2 separate regions of the Mus musculus genome follow, and region 2 is linked to region 1. The links are chromatin contacts, called in public HiChIP or PLAC-seq maps. All regions are on one chromosome and are shown on one strand. The core of a region is the stretch at or near the end of the contact, and the rest is flanking DNA. Distances in the headings are between cores, read along the strand shown. Region 1 has its middle 30 kb from the start of Nudt4. Region 2 overlaps Gm33377 (a long non-coding RNA gene).

What was found. HiChIP or PLAC-seq counts read pairs in DNA pulled down with a chosen protein or histone mark.
Region 2: a contact with region 1 is called in an H3K27ac HiChIP or PLAC-seq map of embryonic stem cells, with 4 times the contacts expected there. The contact joins two enhancer-like sites. A contact is called at or near these places in 1 of 15 datasets of contacts at CTCF or cohesin (the NIH/3T3 cell line), 2 of 484 Hi-C or Micro-C datasets (bone marrow-derived macrophages and embryonic stem cells) and 4 of 115 datasets of contacts at active chromatin or transcription factors (embryonic stem cells and trophoblast stem cells).

The regions. Positions count from the first base shown.
Region 1 is chr10:95,590,613-95,597,064 of GRCm38.p6, forward strand. No RefSeq gene overlaps it. Among named protein-coding and RNA genes, the nearest start is that of Nudt4, 30 kb to the left of the region's middle. Within about 2 kb of position 4,904, at least 40 of the 459 cell types and tissues checked have an H3K27ac peak or open chromatin away from gene starts, as enhancers often do. A contact at or near this core is called in embryonic stem cells, where this site is marked.
Region 2 is chr10:95,859,952-95,866,878 of GRCm38.p6, forward strand. The region is part of intron 3 of Gm33377 (a long non-coding RNA gene); the gene reads left to right. Among named protein-coding and RNA genes, the nearest start is that of Gm33543, 21 kb to the left of the region's middle. Within about 2 kb of position 4,985, at least 57 of the 459 cell types and tissues checked have an H3K27ac peak or open chromatin away from gene starts, as enhancers often do. A contact at or near this core is called in embryonic stem cells, where this site is marked.

The DNA of each region.
Region 1 (6,452 bases), core at 3,654-6,153:
TGTGGGTACTCTCTCTCTCTCTCTCTCTCTCTCTCTCTGTCTATCTATCCATTCAACCATCCATCTATCCCATCTATCTATCTATCTATCTATCTATCTATCTATCTATCTATCTATCTATCTATCTGGATTTAGCTACTTTGTGGTTTCTTCTTTTTTCACCCTTTATCCCCCCACTCCTGTTAACTTCCTATCACTAGGTAGAAGAGCAAGAAGGATAGGTGGGAGAGAGAGAGAGAGAGAGAGAGAGAGAGAGAGAGAGAGAGAGAGATCTGAATCTAATTTCTTCCTTGAGTGTGACTACTAACAAACTGCATCCCAACCCCCCCCCCCCCCCAACGATCAATAGCCCTCAATCCTGACTCCTGGAGCCTGAGCATTTATACCCTCTGAAAAGTTCTCAGAATTCCAAACATTGCACAACTGAAGAAACTATCTGTAGCTGGCTAAACCCCACTCCTGCTAGAGTACGAGGCAAATCATAGCTACTGCAAAGCAGCCCCATACCCTCCACATCTGGGATTAAAATGAAACATGATCTTATAATATTTCTGTGTGTGTGTTTTGTTTTTTTTTTTAAAGAAACCAAAATTCTATAATTCTCACAACACTTGGTTTTTTAAAGACAGGGTTTTACTCTAGCCCTGACTGTCCTGGAACTTGCTTTGTAGATCAGCCTGGTCTCGAACTCAGAGATTGACCTGCCTCTGCTTCATGAGTGTTGGGATTAAAGGCATGTGCCCCCACTGCCCAGCTGTGTTTATTTATTTTTAGCAGTGCTGGGGTTGGACCTAGTGTCTTGTGCTGGGTAGGCAAGGGCTAGGACACTGCCCTCACTTCTGTGTCCCGCCCATGTGGGCTTTGAAAACAACCATGTTTTGTAGAGCAAGCACTTTTTTTTTAAACAGCACCTGCCTGCCTAAGAGCTGATGAGCAGACACATTGCGGCTTTCTGGCTGGCCAACCTTACAGCGTCTCTACTAAGCCCAGCCTGACTTCAGCTTGTTGATCTGGCTTGTCAGCTGTGGAATTTCAGAGAGAAAGATTCATGCACATTTTAATCTTCATGTATCAAAGCTATGGGGAAATCTTGGGTTAATCAACTTTGTTTTCCCTTGAAACTGTTGGTGGGGTACATGGAGTATTGTCTGGCAAAGAAATTATGAATTGCTTTTGTAATCGTTATTTGTATTTAAAATTTTCCAAACATTTATTTGTTATTTACTGTGCATAGGAGCATGGTGTGTGTGTCTGTGTATGTGTGTGTGTGGTAGTATGTATGTATGTATGTATGTGTATGTGTGGTGTGTATGTGTGTATGATGTGTGTGGTGGTGTGTGTGTGTGATGTGTGTGGTAGTGTGTGTGTGTGTGCATGGGTATGTGTGTGTGTTGTGTGTGGTGGTGGTGGTGGTATGTGTGTGTGTGGGTGGGTGTTTGCATACTCTCATGGAGATTAGAGGACAACTTGTAGCAGTCAGTTTTTTCCTTCCAACCAAGTAGATTCCTAACTCAGCTTGCCAGACTTGACGGCATCTTTACTCTTGAACCATCTCAGTGGCCCTATTATTTGCATTAAAAAATATTAACATGATTCTAGGCCAGACATAAAGCTCAGTGGTAGCGTGCTTGCTTGCATGCATGAGATTCTATGCTCAGTTCTCTCTCAGAGAACTGGCAATCCTGTTCCAGTCATTATAGGGTTATGGCCAGTCATTTTATCTTTCTGAACTTTAGATTTCTGATCTGCTGCAAAATGGTAATAATTACCATGCAGGTTATTATGGAGATTATGTGACGTATGTTTTGGCATTTAGCTGATGTTGATATAAGGGATTGGAATGAATTTAGACTCAGAAGCCAGAGAAGTTTCTACCAGTTTAATCCTTTCTTTGGGTGTCACTCTAAATACTGAAGGTAATCTCACATATTTTAGATAATGCAAAGATAAGGATAATTTAGATTCACCTATTTATCATCTGTCTGTCCTTCCGTCCATCCACCCACCTACCCATCCATCCATCCATCCTTTCAGGTTCTCAAGTATTCTAGATTGGCCTCAAGTTGGCATCTTCGGATGACCTTGAACTCCTGAACCTCCTGCTATAATCCTTCTAAGTGCCGGATTGACGGACATTTCTTACCACACCTGGTTTATATAGTGCTGGGCACCAAGCCCAGGGCTTTGTAAGCAACCACTCTACTGAGTGAGCTACAGTCCTAATTCCATCATTAGACTTTGAGATTCAGAAAATCTCTAACATACATCCATTTAGAACTTTATAACATATAGCAAAGATAAAATACTTCTTGGTGCTGGTTAAATCTTGCAAAGTTCCCCCAGCACCAAGCAATAAGTCTTACTCTAGCAAGAGCAATGGCTATTTAAACATTGTGAATAAAATATTACATAACCAGTTTAACTTATGCTCTACTCATAGAAAGACTCTGTTGTAAAGCAAACATGTCTTTGTTTCAGATAGGTTTTCCTGGGAGTATTTTATGAGAAAGGTGCTTTCTACAGGCTCAGGTAGCTGACCGCTCACGCCCCAGGTGATAGAGATAAATGTTTGGGGGGGGTGGGTGAGGGGGTTGGGGGGGTGGGAGGGTGGAGGGGTGGGAGGGTGGGGGGTGCCTTAGGAGGTTCGGCTTTGCTGCAGGAGGTCCATCACTGGAGGTGGCCCTCAGTTTAAAGCCTCTGCTTCTAGTTTGCTCTCTCTGCTTGATGCCTGTAGTTTAAGAAGGTGAGCTCCCAGCCCCCTGCTTCTGCTGCCATGCGTGCTGTTCGCTCTATCTGTCTGCCATGACAGGCGCCATCTCTCTGTTCTGAAAGGCAGATAGAATCTTCCTTCTGTAAGTTGCTTTTGGTGATGATATTCCATCACAGCAAAAGAAAAGTAACACATGCCATTAAATTCCAGGCTGACCTAAAACTCAGGACCCTTCTGTCTCCACTCCATACCACCACACCTGGATTCTCCATGATCTTCTGGTGTGGGTGATAGTTTTATGGATTTCTATTACATCTCTTCAAAAAAATCATTTTATGATTCTCCTTATCTGATTTGGAAGACCCCTCTCCCTGCAGACTTCTGTGCTATGATTCGAAGTGTGTGTTTTTCTGGAGTGCTATGCCTTGTCTTCCTGTAGGTTATGAGTTCACAGCTGCCTTGAAGCATCCCACTTCTCACATTCCACAGTTGTATAGCGCTGCCCTCTGCCCTGGATCTGGGGACCAATCCCATCATGTCCTTTCTTTCTGTTCATCCCAACCAAGGTCACTGCCGAACACTGGAGTCTGATCCTCACATGGCCTTATACATCTCCTTATCTCGTTATCCCAATAGCTTTCTTTCTTTTTAAAGACATTTTTCAAAAATGATGTATTTGTTTTGTTTGTAAGAATACTCCATAACTGTCTTCAGACACACTAAAAGAGGGCATCAGATCCCATTACAGATGGTTATGAGCCACCATATACTGGGAATCGAACTCAGGACCTCTGAAAGAGTAGTCAGTGCTTTTAACTGCTGAGCCATCTCTCCAGCTCCCAAGACTTTATTTTTAACGACATGTATGTCTGGGTGTGGGTATGTGTGTTCTGTTTTATAAAAAGATAAGAAGGAAGGAATATGTTTGGTGGAGGTGCAGTATAGTATGGGGGAAAGGGGTGCCTCTGCGGGCCCATGCTGAGGCATCCCTTCCCCCTGAGGGACCAACTACACGATGGTATAGTATAGAATAGAGTTTATTTAGGGCATGGGAAGGGAAGTTGAGGGGGTAGTAGAGACAAAGGCAGAGAGAGAGAGAGAGAAAGGAGGAGGAGGAGGAGGAGGAAGAGGAGGAGGAGGAGGAGGAGGAGGAGGAGGAGGAGAGGCCCGCCAGGAGCACGTGGGGGAGGATGGGGTAAGGGAGCAAGAGGAGAAGAGAAGAGAGCAAGAGAGTGAGGATAGGGCAAGCAGCCCCTTTTATAGTGAGTCCCGCACACCTGGCTGTTGCCAGGTAACTGTGGGGCTGAGCCTAGCCGAGATGTCGCTCAGCATCAGATCTCCATGCAGCTAGAGTTCTAAGACGTTTGGAATTGCTTGATGTGGATGCTAGGGAACCAAACTCGGGTCCTTTCCGAGAGCAGCAGTGTGCTTCCGGTCACTGCGTGGAGGGGCCTCAGCAGCTTCCTCACAGCAACGGACATTCCCAGACACTCTTGTGCTGATCTTTCCACAATGGAGACCTGGCTATCTCGGGGAACACTTAGTGGTGTGTGCGAGCTGGGGGGTGGAGGGGTGCATTTCTTCTTCTACACTCCTTAAATGATGGGTTTGTAAATAAGTGGGTATCTTCATTATGGCTTCCAGAATATTTCCCCTACTATGTTTTGCCCCCCCCCCCCCCCCGCCCAAGGTCAACTAGCTCCCAGTAGTAAGTAGTAGCTTTCTCTCACAACAATCCCTCATTCTGTAAAGATTTTTAGCTCCAGATTCATCTTCCCGATGGGCCATGCGTTCGTTCATGCTTTTTCTTCTTTAGGCTTGTTTGTTTGTTTATTTTTAATGTGCATTGGAGTTCTGCCTCCAAGGTGTCAGATCCCCTGAAACTGCAATTATAGACAGTTGTGAACCACCATGTAGGTACTGGGAATTGAACCCCTGACCTTTGGAAGAGCAGCCAGTGCTCTTAACCCTGAGCAAACCATCTCTCCAGCCCTCTTTTATGATTTTTTTCCAGTATCTGGCCTTGGAGTCTGTACTTTTCTCATTGATGTGATTAAAAAACTCAGCAAAAGCGACTTAAGGTTTTATCTGTTTTGCAATCTGAGGGTGCATCCTGTCACAGTGAGAAGGCATGGTATTAGGACTGGGATGCGGCTCCTGGACCGGTCTCCTTTTATCAGCCCGAGACTCAAGTCCAAAGGGTAGTGCCACGCATATTCAGGGTGGTTCTCCCTCCCTTAGTTAAGCCTCTCTGGAAACACAGGTAAGCCTCTCCTCAGAGACACAGGTGTGTCTTCTGGTTGATTACAAATCCAAATGTTTTCCTATTCCAATGACTTCCTACCCTACCGCATCTATTCCTTGTGTGTGTGTGTGTGTGTGTGTGTGTGTGTGTGTGTGTGTGTGCGCGCGCGCGCGCATGTGATTGAAGGTTGAACCAAGGGCCTTCCTTGCACATGCTAGGGAAGAACTAGGCTCTATCCCCAGGCCCTCATAGTCAGTTTTTAGCCCCCAATCATTACTAATACCGCAGCTTTCCTGTCACCTCAATTTCAAGGGCTTCCTGTTATTAGTACAATGACTACGGTATAGAACTGGCTCACTCTGAGCACTCGCTGGTTAGATCATCTCAGGCAAATAGGTTACATTCCTTCAATCCCGTTTGCTCTATTCAGAGGCTGTTGTGCCAGTTAGCTGAGGTCAGACATTAGCAAAGAGAGACAGCAGGAGAGGAGCTGGAACAATGAACAGATTAAGGACATTGAAATTAAGCTTCAAAGAAAGAGGGAAAGCCAGAGCCGGGAGGACAATAGTCCCTTCTGGAGGACAGGGTTGGGACCCTGGCTGAAGGACAGTGAATAGATTGTAAGCGGGACTCCTGTTGGGTTGGTAAGGAGGGGACTAGAGAGATAAAGGAGGCCCTAGGATCCACAGAGAAGATAATGTTCCAGAGCACACAGTAGGGGCTGAGTAAATATTTATTGAGAAAGTAGGTGGATTCTGCAGAGGCAGGCAGGTTGTGCTATTTTCTCAGCCTGTTTTGGATAGAGCCCTGCGAGCGGTGGCCTGTTTTCCACAGGTGTTGGGGGAAGGGCAGGCTCTGTTCTGCTGGCTATTGAGTAAACAAAACAAAACAAAACACCGCAGGAGCTGGGAGTGATAGTGCTTGTCTGTAGCCAACACTCAGGAAGTAAAGGGAGACAACAGGAGTTCAGGGTCAGCTTCAGCTTGAGGCCAGCCTGGCCTACATTCCAGCCTCCACCCCAAGTCAAGCAAACTGAGTTGGACTTGGACTCAGTAGGTGTTACACACACACACACACACACACACACACACACACACACACACATACACTGTGTATATGTGTATATATGAAGACATGCAGTGGGAAAGGCAGGAATTTGATCAAGATCTATTGTGCATGTGTAAAATTGACAAAGAAAAAAATAAATAAAAATACTGAAAAGAAAGAAAAAAGGAAGGGGGCTGGGTGAAGGATGATGGGGTATGTGTGGGGAGAATAAAGGAAAATGAAAATTTTACTTTATTATAGGGCTACACATTTTATGTTTGATGTTTCCTTTGGGGAAAAAAATCAATCTTATTGTGTAGCTTTGGTTGGCCCAGTATCAATATATAGATAGCCCAGGCTGGTCTGCTATTCAATGTATAGATAGTCTAGGCTGGCCTGGTGGTATTCAGTGTATAGATAGCCTAGGCTGGCCTGGTATTCAGGGTATAA
Region 2 (6,927 bases), core at 3,735-6,234, 270 kb after region 1:
TTGGAAACCATGCTGAGAATTAACGAGCTAACCTGTGCTCTTATTTATTATAATGTAACAATAGGACTTGTTCTGTCTAAGGAAACTTGTAGGAACCACAGGGTAACTCGATGTGTTGAGAGGACTCAGTGGTGACAGTATGATGAACCAGTCACCTTGCAGGTGACTTTCTTTGCTCTAGCATATGGGCAGTTACTGATCTCTGTTAACTGAGTGTGACCGTTCAGATGTTTTCCACTGAAACATGTGGACAAAGACTCATAGCATCGTGACTCCTCATCAGCTTCTCCGGTCTATTCAGATAGTTTGTGAGGTCCCATTTAAGGATGATCCCTTGGGCCTTAAAACTGAGGTTAGATTAAACTCAGGGTTACGCAGGTTAGCATTTAATGATGCTCTAATTAGTTGACGAGAGGAATAAAGATATTTGGATATGGTTTGAGTGTGTCTCACAAAGATTTGTGTGTTTGGGATCTTGGTTCCTAGTGTGGCAATGTTAGGGTAGTAAGACCTTGAAGGCGTGAGATCTAGTGGGACATTGAAAGACTGGCCCGTTCTGCTTGATCGGTATCCTGATCAGTAACATGATTTATCCATCCTCACATCATCAGCTGTATTGAACAATGGTGTCCTCACCAGAGCTGAGCAACTGCCAAAGCCACACCCTTAAATCTTCAACATATGAGATAAATAAATCTTATATTTATAATGACATCCTTATAAATCTTATATTATAATGACATCAGGTGTTTTATTAACAAGAAGAAGAAGGAGAAGAAGAAGAAGAAGAAGAAGAAGAAGAAGAAGAAGAAGAAGAAGAAGAAGAAGAAGAAGAAGAAGAAGCCACAAGTGGTGGCATGGGTCTGTGATCCCACATTGGAGCAGAGGTTCAGTGCTGAATGAGACTGCATGGCATGACCCTGTCTCAAAGTCAAGGAAACAAAAGCAAAACCACGCCTCCAAAAAATATACAAAGGAAGAGGAGAGGGAGGAGGTAGAGAAGATGAAGAGGAAGAAGGAGGAGGGGTAGGGGTAGAGGAGGAAGAAGGAGGAGGAGGAAGAGGAAGAAGAAGAAGAAGAAGAAGACGAGGAGGAGGAGGAGGAGGAGGAGGAGGAAAGCAAGCAAGAGAAAGAAAGAAAGAAAGAAAGAAAGAAAGAAAGAAAGAAAGAAAGAAAGAGAGAAAGAGAGAGAGAAAGAGAGAAAGAAAGAAAGAAAGAGAAAGAAAGAAAGAAAGAAAGAAAGAAAGAAAGAAAGAAAGAAAGAAAGAAAAGGAAGGATTACTTCAGAAAATCAAATAGTTGTTATTACATTGGAAGGGCCAGATGATACATAGTAAAACTTTTGAAAATTTGTTTGGAAAAGTAACAGGACAGCATGAAAGTTCAAAGACAAAACATTTATGATGCTATCCAAGCTTCAATAGGACCACCTTTGTAGAATCTTAGAATGAATTGTCTCAGCAGTTCCACAGCTGAATATGAATAGTTTAATCTTCCTTCCTGCAACCCATGTCTCAGGTTTTAAAAATTCCACAATTTCTTCAGCATCACTTGACAATTTAGTCAAATCAAGACACTGGTCCTCTTTTTTCTTTTTTTTAAACTTATCTATTTGCTTTACACCCTGACCACAACTTCCCCTCCCTCAATTCCTCCCAGGCCTCCCTCACACTCCACTCTCCTCCCTTTCTCTTCAGAAGAGGGGAGCGCCCATGGAGATCGACTTGGCACATCAAGCTGCAGTAAGACTAGGTACAACTTCTATTGAGGCTAGGTGAGGCAGCCCGGGTGTGTGTGTGTGTGTGTGGGGGGGGGGGGATCCCAAAGGCAGGCAACAGAGACAACCCTGCTCTCATTGTTAGAAGTCTCACATGACACCCAGTTTTCTATTGGGATGCCTGCATTTCTGAAGGCCCTCATGGAGATATGCTACATCAGGAAGAAGTTGCTGTAGGAAAATAACAAAGGTCACTAGTGCTCTATTCTCTTCAAGAACACATTCATATGTTGCCCTAAAAATACCTATTTGTCCTTTGGCATTTGTGGCAGTCATCATGCTGTGACCGGTTGTGACATGTCCAAGCTCATGACAGAATGGCCCTTCCTGTCCTCCTTGAAGTGGCACGGGCCACTGACTTGCTTTGGCCCATGGAATATAAGGAGTGGGAACAGGCTAGGTAGAGATACCCTACCCTCCCCCAAGAATGCCATTATGAAGTTTGGTGATCTGTAAGGACCTGACATTGCAAATTTGAAGACAAAGGAGAAGCTGGGCTAGAGATGCCTATTAGAGTCTTCCAGGAAGTTAGACAGACCAACAGGTTTGTGATTTGCCTGAAGCCAACCCTCTGAGGCCTCAGAAAGGGAGCCCCTCTCTGGCAATTCAGTGCTCTGTATTTAGAGTGGATACTCAACTGAACCTTGTTTGAGTTACCTTGGGCTCTTACCTGGATACTAAAGTAACCATTTATGGAACACTTGTACTGCACACATTTCCCAAGTGCTTTATTGATCTTGTGTGACTTAATTCTCACAATAAACACAAAGAGTTATTCCTATCTTAAAGGTCAGAGCTGAGACTTAATAAGGTCAAACGGCTACTGAGCTGGGAATCAGGGCTCTAAAGTCATGGCTGCCTGGTGTCAACTTCTTATGCCATTAGCCACTAGGAAAACCAGCTGAATTTATTTTACCTGTGTGTTACGGTGTATGTTTGTAAAATATCTTTTTTCACTTTATCAAAAGCTGATTCTATGACTCTATGCTGTCCATTGGAGGAAGGATAAAGCAAAAGGGTGTGGTTCCCAGGGAGTCTACAGCACACCCCCAAGATCTCTGCTCCAGAATGCTCACCTTTGTGAAGTGCTTGCTCAGAGTATAGGTAGATAGAACCCCTGGCTCGCCTCTAACCGCAGGAATGAGGTGTGACTCCAGTGATTGTATAAAGTCATGTGATACTCTTCCTTCCTAGTGGACCCACTCGGAGGTCTCAGAGGCAACAGCAGATTCCAAAGAAGTGAGTCTACTTACTATGACTTTAATAGCAAGGAAGTAAATTCAGTAACTTGGGGAATTACAGAGGCAAGTCCTTCTCAGCTGAGGATGCCAACTTGATCAGCTGCATCTTTGTTTTCATCCTGCTAAGGCTTGAAGAAGAGGTTTTAGCTAAGATAATGGACCCATAAGAGTTAAGATGTAATCAGGAAAAACTGTTTCAAGTGGCTGTTCGTGACAACTTGTTATACAATGGCAAACAAAAGCAGGGTCATGGGGTGGGTTAGCTCAGTTGGTAAAATGCTTGTTTCACAAGCACGAGGACCTGAGTTCAATTCCCAAACCCGCATGAAGTTGCGCAGGACCATGGTGTGCATTTGTGATCCCAGCACTGAGGAGGCAGAGGCAGGAGGATTTCTGGAGCTTCCTGGCCAGATACTTTCTCCAGAGTTTCTGAGGATGTCCTCTGGCCTCCACACTCACAACAGTCACACAAACACATCCACTCACATACACAATGCCATACATGCACATACATACACGCGTTGAAAAAGGAAACAAAACCCAGGCCATCAGTTTAATACACACACACACACACACACACACACACACACACACATACACACGTATCTTACTCAATAAATTAGGTAGGAACTAGGGTTCTAAGGAGGATGAAGACCTGGTGAAGTCAGTTTAGGAGAACCCTCCTCCAGGAGTGACAGGGAGAACCCTTCTGGCCTACTTCTCTTTCTTCTCTGTCCAGCACTGCCATGCGCAACTGGTCCCATAACTGATCCTGGTTCTCAAGCTTTCAGTGAAAAACAGCAATGGGAGGAATATCTTCATCTTCTAGAGCTGACAAACTTCATCACACACACACACACACACACACACACACACACACATAATACAGATTACTATCCCAGGAGACCCAGTATCTGATGAGGGGCACCGCCTCTCACTTGACTTCCACAGTAGAATCAGGTCTCTTTTATAAGAGTCTTATTTAGGAAAGTGGCTTCCTCACGACTTAATGACATCCAAAAGCCCCCCCCCCCCAAATACCATCACCTGTGTGTGTTTGTAGGGGGTGGGGAATATAAAGATTTCAGTATAAATTGGCAGGGATATAGGCACCCAGTCATTACAAAGGGCTTGAGCCTTTTCCACTGTGATCCTTAGAGGAAAATGAAGGACCATGTTCTGGCTATATGGATGAAGATAAACAAAACAAACCTGTGCCTTTTTAAAAAAATAAAATAACTACTTGGCTGTTAGAGTCTTTCTGTCTCCTCTTTGGTACTATATTCTCTGAGCCTTGGAGACATTGAAGTATGAGGTTTGTTGGAAAGATGAGAGGGGAATGGGGCATGAAAACTACCTAAAATCACTATATCAATGTATGAAATTTCCTACAATAAGTAAAGGGCTCTTAGGAACAGATGGAGAAAGAAAATAATTAGATAGATTGGGAAATGTAGAAAATACATAGGTGCGCACGCACACACACACATACACACCCCTAAACTAAAGCCTGTTGATCCCGTTCTTTGTATGTTCTGTGTTTTATTACACCAGGAGCTTCTGTTGCGTGGATATATTACCAGAGAGCCCTTGTGTTTATTTTAGTTGATAAGAATCGAGGTCCAAAAGACATCTCAGTGGGTTGCCCCACCTTCAGGATGAGAGAGAAAAGAAGAAAATTCCATCAGGCGGTCCCCTTATCAGAAAAGAAAGTTTGCTAGCACCAGGAGTTGGAAACTGCAGGTTAAAGGCTAAATTCCTTTGGATTCAATGTAACAATGAAGCTTTTTATAAAAACTAAAGAACAAAGTTTGCAGTTAAATAAATAGGATGGGCTGATTGCAGCCTCCAGCCTCTGTCCCCCTTGCTGTGTCATGTCTGTGCTGGCTGAAGCCTCTAGTGCTTGCACACTGGTCTCAGTGGAGATTAGGGTGGGGAGCACATTCCGGGCAGAGAGGCCAGAGAGAGACAGACAGCATTCCAGCTCCATGAGCCTCCTGCCACTCCAGCACTCCTCTGAAGGGTAGAGGGCACAGGCTTCACACGCTCTGCGGCAGCAGGCAAGGGAGGCAAAGGTGGCATTCCTGTATTTTATTACATGGCTTTTGCACGAGCAACTTCACCTGTCAAAACACGATGAGAAAAATAAAATGGAAAGAGATGGAAGGCGAAAGAGGCTGGAACAGAGGGGCAAGGGGTGAACTGAACCGGGGCCCCAAACGCAATTGGAAATGTCTGAGTGTATTTCATTCTGCAACTGTTCGTCTCTTGGATGGCGTGTGTGTGCATGTGCGTGTGCACACATGTGTGTATGTGTGTCTGTCTGTGTGTGTATATGGGTGAATGTGTGTATGTAATCATGTGTGTGTGTATGCATGTGTGTTTGCCTGTGTGTATGTGTGTACATGTGAGTGTGTGTTTATGTGCATGAGTGTGTGTATGCATGTGTATGTGTGTATGGGTATGTGTATACCTATGCGTGTGTGTATATGTCCACATGTGTGTATGTGTGTATATGCGTGTCTCTGTGTGTGTATGTGTATACCTACATGTGTGAGTGTGTGTATACCTACGTGTGAGTTTATGTGTATGTATGTGAGTGCATGCATGTGTATATAAGTGTGTACATGTATGTGTTTATATGTGTGTGTATGAGTGTGTGTGTGTGCATGTATGTGTGTATATGTGTGTGTGTGAGTGAGTGTATGTGTGTGTGTTTATATTTATCTTCTAAAATTAGCAAAAATGTGCCTGTAGACTAATGTGCTTGTTAAACTACTGCCTTGGATAAATACAATCAGAAGTAACTAATTTCTACACAGCAGATATCAACACAGTAGTGTGGATTGAATGTGTCTCCTGAAGCTCACATCTTAGAAGCAGACATCAGTGGTTTTAGGAGGTGGGTTCTTTGGAAAATAGTTAGGCTAGGATGAGCTCATGATTCTGAGGGCCCTGCAGTGGTAGAACAGCATGGGGAGGAGAGAGTTCTGAGTTAGCAGGCTTGCTCTATCTGACCCTGTGATGACTTCCAACAACCACAGCAGGAAGCAGCAAGAGGGCTCTTCCATATACCAGCCCCTGCCTGGGGTCACAGCCTCCTAAGCTAGGAGCGAAGCAAACCTTTATTCTTTCTAAAGTAGCCTTGTCTGCAGTGCGCAGTTATAGCAACAGCAAGTGGCCTGAGATATATACTAACTTGCTTTCATTACTAGATTTACCTAATGATGTCCAGCTTTTTAAAGATACAATTTTGGACCAGTAAGATGGCTCAGTAGGTAGAGGGGCTTGCTGCACATGCCTGAAGACTTGAGCTCAATTCTTAGAATCAGGGTAGAGGTCTAGAGAGCCAACTCTACACGTGAACCAAGCGAGTGTACCCACCTCTGTCCAGATCTCTCTCTGTCTCTGTCTCTGTCTCTGTCTCTCTCTTACACACACACATCCTTCATCACAATATACACAATCATAATTTTTAAAATATAGTTGTATAAATGAAATCCTTTTTCATATTCTTCTCATCTAGTAGCCTGAGCATTTGCTCATTTCTTCTCTCTGTGAAGCTTCAGAACTTTCACTTTTTATTTATTTCTTTTTTCTTTTTTTTTTTTTTTTAAATTCATTTTAAGACGAGGGTTTGCTGTGCATCCCACACTGGCCTGAAACTCACCACCATGTAGCCCAGGCTGGTCTTGAACTTTCAATCCTTCCTCTATCTTCCCGATGCTGGGATTATTGGTCCTGTGCCACCATGGCCTGCTAGGGAGGAAGTTTTTACTTGACTTCGGAACCCCTTCTGTAGAAACTCCCAGCTTCCCGCTCAAAGGCAGGAATGGCCATCATGATGTTGTCTGCTTGAAAGTGTGAAGCGACAGTGGGACTTCACGGGGAGCCATGGATGATAGTGGG